Regions from separate parts of the Mus musculus genome. Here region 1 is linked to region 2. A link is a contact called in public HiChIP or PLAC-seq data. All regions are on one chromosome and are shown on one strand. The core of a region is the stretch at or near the end of the contact, and the rest is flanking DNA. Distances in the headings are between cores, read along the strand shown.

Region 1 (4,780 bases), core at 1,097-3,596, 83 kb before region 2:
CAGTAGTTTGCAAACACTGCTAATGAATAGTGAAACTCAGTTCAGTTCTCGGTAGTTGTGGCAAAAAGTTAATAGTTAATGATTACCAGCTAAGTTATTATTTCTTAGAATCATTGATATTTCCCATAGAAATAATGTGAGTCCAAGTCTCTAGAATTATAACAAGCCCTTAAAATTAATAATAGAATGAGTTGATGGATGTAGTATGTGTTAGGGTAAAACCCCTGCTTATTCTCTACACAGGCTGGGAAATCCCATCTCCCCTCCTTCCCTCAACCCTGCCCCACATAGAACCTGCCTCCCCTTTCTCCTACTGACTTGGAGAGAACACCAGGCTAACTTCCATCATTTCACTTCTAGTTTCTGGCAACCCACCCAAGAGGGCCCACCCAGAAGCTCAGGTTTTTACCATTATGAACGCTCCTGGCTGGCATGACATCAGTCCTCTCCTAATCGCTATAAACCTGCTTTGCTTTAGCCTAGATGATGTGACTTCACCTGTGAGATGGGTGAACCCACCTGAGAGCTACTTTCCAGCAAACCCACCTTTATCTACTTTTGATCTGTTCTAATCTGGCCTATATCTGAGTCACTGAAGGAGAGAAAAATGCCTATCAGTATGCAACAATAACAAGGCAATTTTAATTTACCCTGGCTGAAACTTCCTTCACAAATATGTTATCCAGTGCAACATTTTGTAACCTGAACTGTACGGACACTTGCTGTTAATTTGAGTGGGAACTTGAAGGATGGATTAAACATGGAAACAATGCTCCCTTCTCTGAAAAGAAATATCAAACATCATTCATTTAATCTAACCATCCTGTTGATCATATTAAGTGCCAGTTGCTAGAGTATTTTAAAACAGAGAGTGAGCTTTATTTTTATAATTTCTTTGCTTTAATAGCCAAAAGCATAATTCAATTCTAATTTATGAAAGGTCATACTAAACTTAAGTTGTGGAATGCCCTTGCAGTGCTGAGTTGTGATAAATAAGGCAACTAATAGCCAGATCGTAGATACAAAAAAAAAAAAAGATAACTACACAAAATATTATTGAATGCGTTTTTCATTATCTGCAAGTTTTACAAAAAAATTACAGCATGATCAGCTCATATACTTTTATTATCTGTTATGTTCGATACTTGTTTGCACTTTTCTAGTGCAATTTAAATAAATAAATAAACTATATTAATCTCCTTATTTCAACTTACAAAAGAAGAAAAGTGCATTATCTCCTTTGAAATAGGTATGACCTTTGGGCACTACATTTGTTAAATAGACTTAAAAAGAACAACAATATAGAGTATATTTTTCCTTTATCATTACAGAAATTTCCGGGTTTTTTTTTTGTTTGTTTTTTGTTTTGTTTTGTTTTGTTTTTTTGAGGTCCAAGTCCCAAATGTGACTCTCAAGTTGAAGCAAGGAAATAACATTGATGGCAGCCTGTTTTCATCTCTGAACATTTAAACACAAAATTTGCATGGAGACCTTTCAGATTCTGGACTTTAGGCTTGACCTGAATGATGTATATGTGTGTGTGTGTATGTATGTATGTATGTATGTATGTATGTATGTATGTATGTATGTTTGGTGTGTGTGTGGGGGTGGGGTGGGGTGGGTATAGAATAGACTGCCCAACGGGTTCCGAATAAAAGCAAAGGAACTTTTCCTATTTTCTGAAACTGTAACTTTGCCATTGACACTTAAAGGGATGGATTGGCTTCCGGTGTCTGGGGTACCGGAGGCCTCAAGCTCTTTGGGCAAAGTTGGTTTCTTGACCTGGACACCATCTTGAGTACTTCCAGTCAGAATAAGGAAGCTAGGACCCAAGCAGACAGAACTTTAACGGCCCTTTCAAAAGAAGCTCCGGTTGGCTTTTTCCTGGCGCCCCTGGCCGGCGTTTTCCGGGCTCTCCACGTGTGCGCAGGCGTGTGCCCCAGTCCTACCGCTCTCCTCACGGAGCGGCTCTCTCGGGCCAACCGACAGGAAGTGGAAGGGGCGAGCGGCGCTCTACAGGCTCCGCTCCTTTCCAGTGCCTGAGGGGGGGAAAAAAAAAAAGCAGCGGACGAAGCAGAGGAGGAGGAGGCTGGGCGCAGGCGCGTCTGGAGCGGAGACTTTGATGGCAGGTGCAGCCTCGCAGCATCTCTGGCCGCCGTCGAGGCGCGTGCGCATCGGTGTCCTGGGCCGAGGCAGCGCGCGGCAGGGAGGTTTGAGAGACGGCTTGAGGGGCGGGCGGGGTGGGGGGTGGGGTTGGGGGGGAAGCCGGGGGCGCGCGCGGGCCTGGGCGCGCTCCCGCTCAGTAGTGGCGCGCTGAGGGGGAGAGGGGGCGGGGCGCGCGGGGCCCGGCGGAGGAGCAGGCGCGCTGCGGCCCCGAGGGGGGGCACCGCGGAGCATCGCCTGCCCTAGAGCGCCCGTCTTAAGCCCGGCAGGCGCGCCGCAGCTTCCCTCACGCCCAGCCTCCGAGGGCGACGACGCGCGCTCCACAGACCCCGTCCGGCGGCAGAGGCGCTCTCCAACTCCCGCGCGGCAGCCGAAGGACGCGGTAAGCGGCGGGCGCCCGCAGCCGGGGTGGGGGGACGGGGAATGGAGCTGCTCCGGGATGCACAGTTGTTCTCTGTCCGAGGTGAGGGAGCGCCGGCGCCCTCTGAGGCGCCCGGCGTTGGGGTCTGTGGAGAGTTCGGTCTTGTCACCCTGCGGCGGGAGCGAATCAAGGGGGCGCCCGTCGGTCCCGACGCGGGACCTTGCACTTGACTGAGGCAGGGATGGGCGGCTGCGGCGGCCGCCTGGAACTCTCCGGCTCGCCGCCTTCTGTCTGAAAGTGCCTGAGGGCTGCGCAGGGAAGGGACTGTCCCCGGCTGCGCGAGCACCCGGGACCTGCACCCGGGACCTTTCGGTGACCGCAGTCGTGGACAGAAGACAGCACTGTCGCTCGTGGCCCGGGCAAGGCGGACCGGAGTGCGGGGCCGGGTGAGGAGGGGAGAGGCTGGCGGGTTGGCGGGCCGGGGGCCGCGCGGGGCGGTCGCCTGCTGCTAAGGAGCGGCGCGGCCCGGGATGGGCGCTGCGGGCTTGCAGGCGGTGAGCGCGGCGCTGAGCGCTCCAGGGTGCAGTGCGTCCGGGCAAAAAGGACGCTCGGAGGTGTCTCCGGTCAGCACCTGACCTGTGCGCTCCGGGGCATTGGCTTTGAGGGTTTCAAAAGTTGGATACCGAGGACATGCCACTCTGCAGCACTTAGGGACAGGATCACCGCTTCCCCCAGTACCCAGATGCGGTACCCAGGCGCGCAACATCTTTTAGAGCTCTGAAGGGCATGTGGAGGGACCGCAGTGCTCTGCGTCTCCCAAACTCAAGAAAAGATGGAAACTCTTCTGTTGCGGGAGGAATTAGCACAAGGGAAGGCAGGGGTGACTTTTGAAACCCTGACCCTTTGTTGAGCCTCCACCGTTGTGACACAGTGTCAAGACAGGGCACAGACTTATATTTCATAAGGCTGTCTGCCCTATTAAAAGATTCCAAGAAAAACAGTTAAGTTTGGGGGGTGGGGTGGGCGCAGGGCGGGAATGGATCATCTTAGGCTGTCAAATTGTACAACTTTGTTTAAATTTATGACAGGAATGTGCTGCAATTTGGCTAGATGCCAAATATGCCCTTGTTTCAATCTATAATGCCACATTCCCCCCCTCCCCCAAACAAATACCCACTTGAATGCAGGCTTACTAACCCATGAGCCTAGATTAAAAAGGACATTCGTTAGAGACAGTCTAGAAAGTCTTGCATAATCAGGATTCTAATAGCATTAAGGGTCACGCATTGTCCCTAGCCGTTTTGTTTTGTTTTGTTTGTTTTTTTTTTTTTTTGAAAAAAAAATCACACTTAAGCTTGTGGTAAGAACAGAACTCTTGTTAATCAAATTAGTTTAATTTTCCCTGAAGAAGAAACAGTTTCTTCTTTGCTTGAGGCCTTCCAGTGACCATGTCTGCTCAGCAACTCTTAATTCTCCTAGATGGTGACTAGGTCAGCATTGCCTGATTTACCTGCCACTGGCAAGGTTAAGTGCAAGTCTAGTGTTGTCTGATCTGTCGCTATAGGAACCCTTTTAAACTATAGTGAAACAGTGTCTGGACATTTAGAACCACAGCCCGGCTTTGTTAGGCTCATTTGAACAACTGCACTAACAAAACCTGGCCTTTTTCTACTGGAGAGAATGGAACTCTTGGAGTCCATGCTTTATAGTTTTGTGTTTATACTGAGACTTAGAACACCTGTTATAGTAAACAAATTCAGTAAATATATTTAAGAGAAGATTTTGTAAGATCTAACTTTGATAAGAGTTGCTTTGTAGTTCAGATTTCTATTATTTAAATTGGGGCATTTCAAGGTACCTGTGAGCAGATGTGAGTTTAGTTATCACTTAACTATTGCTGTAAAACTTACCATCAATTCTCAGACACCTTTTCAAAATAATTTATAGACCTGAATATCAAATAATGCAAGTTTATTGATTAATTAATTTTCAATTTCCAGAGCACACCTGAAAATTGCCAAGACACATAACCATGGGTACTATTGTTTCCTTATTTTTGACAGTATATGAGTTAGTGCTTATTTTTTTACAAAATTTTTCTGAGTTACTCTACAATATTAATAACCAGAACTTCATAAAAGCTAGGGGCTAAAATAAGCATTTTGCAAACCTTGCTCTATCTTCAGAAGTTATTGGATATGCCATGTATGTATGTATGTATGTATGTATGTATGTATGTATGTATGTATGTGGTAG
Region 2 (5,141 bases), core at 2,510-5,009:
TTAATATCAAGCCAGCGTGTTTTCCTGTTTCCTTGTTAATATGAACATTTTAATAAAACACTATCTGTTCCCATTGCAAATTTGACATACTCATCAGTTCTTCTAAAACAGAAAAGTTGCCACTGGCTTGTTTTTCATGTTCTTTCAATCTAAGCCTTTGACTTGCCACAATTCATTTTCTACCATTCATGCTTTTAAATTCCTTATGATTTTACATTCCAAGGACTATTTAGGAAAAGGAGAATCCACTGATGTGAAAGGAGAAATGAGAGAAAGTAATGGGGTGGGGGTGGGGGAATGAAGTAGTATTGCAACATGCTGTATGCAAGTACAACACACACACAAAAATAATGCCTACTCATTTTGCTATCAATTTTAAACATACTAGCATGGCTCATGCATTTAAGTTGGATGTCATTTTTACTATTTATTTTAGGTCACAGATAATCAAATCTTATTTCTTAATTTATAAAACCACCAAATAATATTCCTTTGTCAGTATTGTTATCCATTTGGTCTCACTGCTCTAAGTACAGCCTTTATTAAAACACAAACAAACATTGTTTTCTGTTTCTAAAGTGCCAGGCACTGTATGTGATACTAGGGATACAAGAATGAGGAGGCCATAGTCCCTGCCTTCACGAGGACAATCCCAGTTTCAATAAGCAATGGAATATTTGTTGTAATATGGGTATGGACAGTGAGCTTTTGAAACAGAAAGAAAGTGAAGGGAGTTTCCACATGGGAATTGTTTCAGGTGAATCATGGAGAAACCATGGAAATTCACAAAGCTGAAAGGGTGGAGGGGATCTTAGAATAGCATGCCCTGCAGTCAAAGTCACTGAATTATGGAAGAGTGTTACACATTGGAACCTGCAGGTTGTTTGCTCTGACTGGAGAGTGCCTGATGATGAGGAAGTGACCATTCCACCAGGACAAAAGCCAGTTTTCTCATGGACTTCAACATGCCTTTTGGCTTTGTTTCTTCACCATTCAGCCTTACACAAGCTACTCAGTAACTTTCCCTAGGAGACTCAGTTTTGGTGTCTATGTCCATTCCTGGTCATATGTCATATAATGTTTAAAGACTGTTGGTATCGACTTTCTTGAATTATAGGCTAAGTTTGCATAAATGTCGTTTACTCAATCTACACTGGATTAACAAAAGATAACACATTTACTTGTTCTGGGTTTATGAAAACTGCAAAAATAATATTGTCTATAGCACCTTAGCTAGTGCAAAAAAAAAAAAAAAGATAAGAGGTGTTTTTTGGTTTGTTTGCTTGTTTCATTTGAGTATATGGAAGAGTAGATTTTGGTAATGTAAGCATTTCAACAAAAGCAATTTTTTAATGTCTCACATAGCCCTGGCTGGCCTCAAACACATTAAGTAACTTAAAAGGACCTTGAATTCTCATCCCCTGCCTCTGCCTCCTTAGACCTATGATTACAGGTATGTACCAATACTACGAAAATTTTATAGAGTTGGAAACCGAAAAGGGTCTCTTGCATGATAGGCAAATAATCTACCAACTGAGTTATATTCCCAGACAGAAAACCAAATTTATGAAACTTTTCCCCCATTTAACATATCCATAATAAAATACCTAGGAATATTGATAGCCACCAGGTTCAAGAATAACAGTGACATTAGGAGATCATGCTGGCTCCTGTTTGGTACCTACAGACTCAGCACTTTGAAAACTGATAGCTGAAGGTCAAGCCAAAGCCAGTCTGGACTGAATAAAGAGAGCCTGACTCAAAAATCAAAACAAGGCCACTGAGATGATTTAGTTTGTAAAGGCACTCTTGTACAAACCTCTTGATAACTTGAGTTCAACCCTTAGAAACCCCATACAGGTAAAAATAGAGAACTAACTCCAAACTTTGTCTCTGAAACTCCTTTCATGGGTATTTTGTTCCCTATTCTAAGGAGGAATGATGTATCCACCCATTGGTCTTCCCTCTTCTTGATTTTCTTGTGTTTTGCAAATTGTATCTTGGGTGTTCTATGTTTCTGGGCTAATATCCACTTATCAGTGAGTGCATATCTAATGACTTCTTTTGTGATTGGGTTGCCACACTAAGGATGATATCCTCCAGGTACCTCCATTTGTCCAAGAATTTCATAAATCCATTGTTTTTAATTGCTGAGTAGTACTCCATTGTGTAAATGTACCACATTTTCTGTATCCACACCCAGGAATCCATCCCATAATCAGCCACCAAACCCAACCCTATTGCACAATGCCAGAAAGATTTTGCTGAAGGGACGCTGTTATAGCTGTCATGTATGAGGCTATGCCAGTGCCTGGCAAATACAGAAGTGGATGCTCACAGTCATCTATTGGATGGAACACAGGGCCCCCAATGGAGGAGCTAGAGAAAACACCCAAGGAGCTGAAGGGTTCTGCAACCCTATAGGTGGAACAACAATATGAACTAACCAGTACCCCCAGAGCTCATATCTCTAGCTGCATATGTAGCAGAAGATGGCCTAGTCAGCCATCACTAGGAAGAGAGGCCTCTTGGTATTGCAAACTTTATATACCCCAATACAGGGGAATGCCAGGGCCAAGATGCGGGAGTGGGTGGGTAGGGGAGCAGGGCACAGGGAGTGTATAGGGGACTTTCCGGATAGCATTTGAAATGTATATAAAGAAAATATCTAATAAGAAAGAAAGAAAGAAAGAAAGAAAGAAAGAAAGAAAGAAAGAAAGAAAGAAAGAAAGAAAGAAAGAAAGAAAGGGAGAGAGAGAGAGAGAAAGAAAGAAAGAAAGAAAGAAAGAAAGAAAGAAAGAAAGAAAGAAAGAAAGGGAAAAGGAAGGAAGGAAGGAAGGAAGGAAGGAAGGAAGGAAGGAAGGAAGGAAGGAAGGAAGGAAGGAAGGACAGCACTATAGTACTCTAGTTTCTATATACATGCATATGCCCAGGTACCTCCACACTCATATCATGACTACAAACTCTCTCTCTCTCTCTCTCTCTCTCTCTCTCTCTCTCTCTCTCTCTCTCTCTCTCTGTGTGTGTGTGTGTGTGTGTGTGTGTGTGTGTGTGTGTGTGTGTGTGTGTATGTATGTTTATGTGTGTTCTTAAAATTTAAGACTAGATTTCTCTGTGTAGCCCTGGCTGTCCTAGAACACTCTCTAGACCAGGCTGGCCTCCAACTCACAGAGGTCCACCTGCATCAGTCTTCTGAATGCTGGAATTAAAGGTGTGTGCCACCACAATAATATATATATATATTCATTCAAATGAAAGATTGCAGCTTCCTGGAAGTAATTGGTAATGCATTAACCTCTACATAATATCTTTGGTAGAAGACAAAGTACCATAGTAATGACTTTCTATACAGAAAACACCAATAGGATTGGACATATAACCATACTTAACTATTTTAAAAACTAATTTCACACATTTTCCAATTTGTTTCTTCCTATAAGGTTTGGGTTGGGTTTCACAGTTATTGCTCTGTTGTTGTTAATCTCTTTCAGCAGACGACTTATCCAAACATCAAACCCAAGTTCTACGTCACAGGTACCTTCAGACGCTTCCCAAAAGAGTGGAGGAGGAGAACAGGGAAAACACCCTCAGCACAACTGGGGAAGCCTAGTGCAAAGCAAAGCATCAGTTAGGCAAGCCTGGCTGCATCTGACTGATCATGTCATGACTCTCAGATTCAGGATTCCATTGGTGGATGGAGAACACCAGCTGGGATATAAAAGCTAAGAAAATGTTAGGTTCAGATGCCTACTAAGTAGCCCCCTTTGCAATGCTGGATTCAGTTGTCTGTAACTCATTGAGCCTGTTATATCCTCAGAGCCAATGGGACTTCTTCCTTTGGAATGAAAGGGGTTTTTTGTTTTTTGTTTTTTCTAGATTCTGACATAGTTTGGAGAGGACATGAAAGAGGCTTTTATACTAGAAGTTGATGCTAGGATAACAGATGGAGCAGCCATGGAAATTCCCAAGTATAGATCTTGATATTTGTAATTATGTTTGATCCTATAATAAACTCCAAACTCCATTAACATGAGAGTTTTGGCAGCTTTTAGGTGTAGAGCTAGGAAGCTAGTGTAATGGAGCAACCCCAGGTAACTTAACCCAAGATAAAACCACTAGATTTATGCCTAAGCAATGAAAGGTAACTTAAAGGGTTGTCAAGAAGACGGTGTTTTTTATATTCTTTATTCTCCCTCCAAAAGTTTCAAACACGTGTGTTTATGTAAGAGAAAAATCAAAGTATCCTCTGCTTGTCAACTTCTTTTTCATCCTCTGGAATAAAGTAACAAATAAAATAGAAGTAACAATCGCCTAAATACAAAGCACCTGACTTCCTTCCAGGCCTGCTTTATAGAATTTGCAATAAATGGTTAGATTCTAGGTGAGTGATTCTATTATGATGACAGTTCTTTGGCCAAGATTTATCATGATTGAGTTTGAATTAGGGTCTTTTAAGATCTTCTAAACAGTTTGAGCACCCCTTGCTCAAATTATGGTCTTGTTTCCTTGGAGCTGTCAAAGCAATTGAGCTTTCCTCTATTTCTTCTTGACCATCACCCTTATGCAAAATTTGCTACTTCTCATAGGTCAGAATCTTCATTTCTGAAAAGTTCTATGCTCTATCTCAGTCTCTACATCAGCTTCCTATCTTTCCAGCCTCTCCTGATTGATACCAACTCCTCAAACCCTTGTTTAATTCAATCGAAAAGACCTGCTTATTTGACAATCAGGGCTCTTGTTCCTTAAACAATTCTATTGTCTTTACCCATAAACCTTGCCTTTACTGTCTTGCCAAACTCATAAGTCAAAAGACAGATCCTAGATCAGCCCAGCCTTCTCTGAGATCAAGCTACTATCTGGATTCATAAGCAATTCTGGCAGGAATTAAAAACCCAATGCAAGGCTCTATCTAAAAGCAAGTCCTGAAACAGAGAGTAGCTTTGAGATAAACAGTTGACTGGTGTGATTGAGTCTCTGGGTGCATTCATTCTTCAGGACTACATACAAACCAAACCAAACAAAACAGGAGTCAAGAGCCTTTTCTTTATTGCTTGGTGCCAGTCTTATATTTTATCTGTGCCACCGAAGCTCCTTTTTTCTTATTTTCCAGAACTTTTTCAAATCATCACCAATTTCTTTGG

Evidence for each region. HiChIP or PLAC-seq counts read pairs in DNA pulled down with a chosen protein or histone mark.
Region 1: an H3K27ac HiChIP or PLAC-seq map of oligodendrocyte precursor cells shows a contact between it and region 2, with 2.1 times the contacts expected there. The contact joins the promoter of Ugt8a here to the enhancer-like site in region 2. A contact is called at or near these places in 3 of 484 Hi-C or Micro-C datasets (brain, cortical glia and nephron progenitors), 2 of 115 datasets of contacts at active chromatin or transcription factors (neural progenitor cells and oligodendrocyte precursor cells) and 1 of 9 other capture datasets (pancreatic islet).

The regions. Positions count from the first base shown.
Region 1 is chr3:125,936,218-125,940,997 of GRCm38.p6, reverse strand. Ugt8a (UDP galactosyltransferase 8A) reads left to right here and starts at 2,346. Exons shown (of 6, transcript NM_011674.5): 1 at 2,346-2,545.
Region 2 is chr3:125,854,504-125,859,644 of GRCm38.p6, reverse strand. No RefSeq gene overlaps it. Among named protein-coding and RNA genes, the nearest start is that of Gm40145, 42 kb to the left of the region's middle. Within about 2 kb of position 3,759, at least 14 of the 459 cell types and tissues checked have an H3K27ac peak or open chromatin away from gene starts, as enhancers often do. A contact at or near this core is called in oligodendrocyte precursor cells, where this site is marked.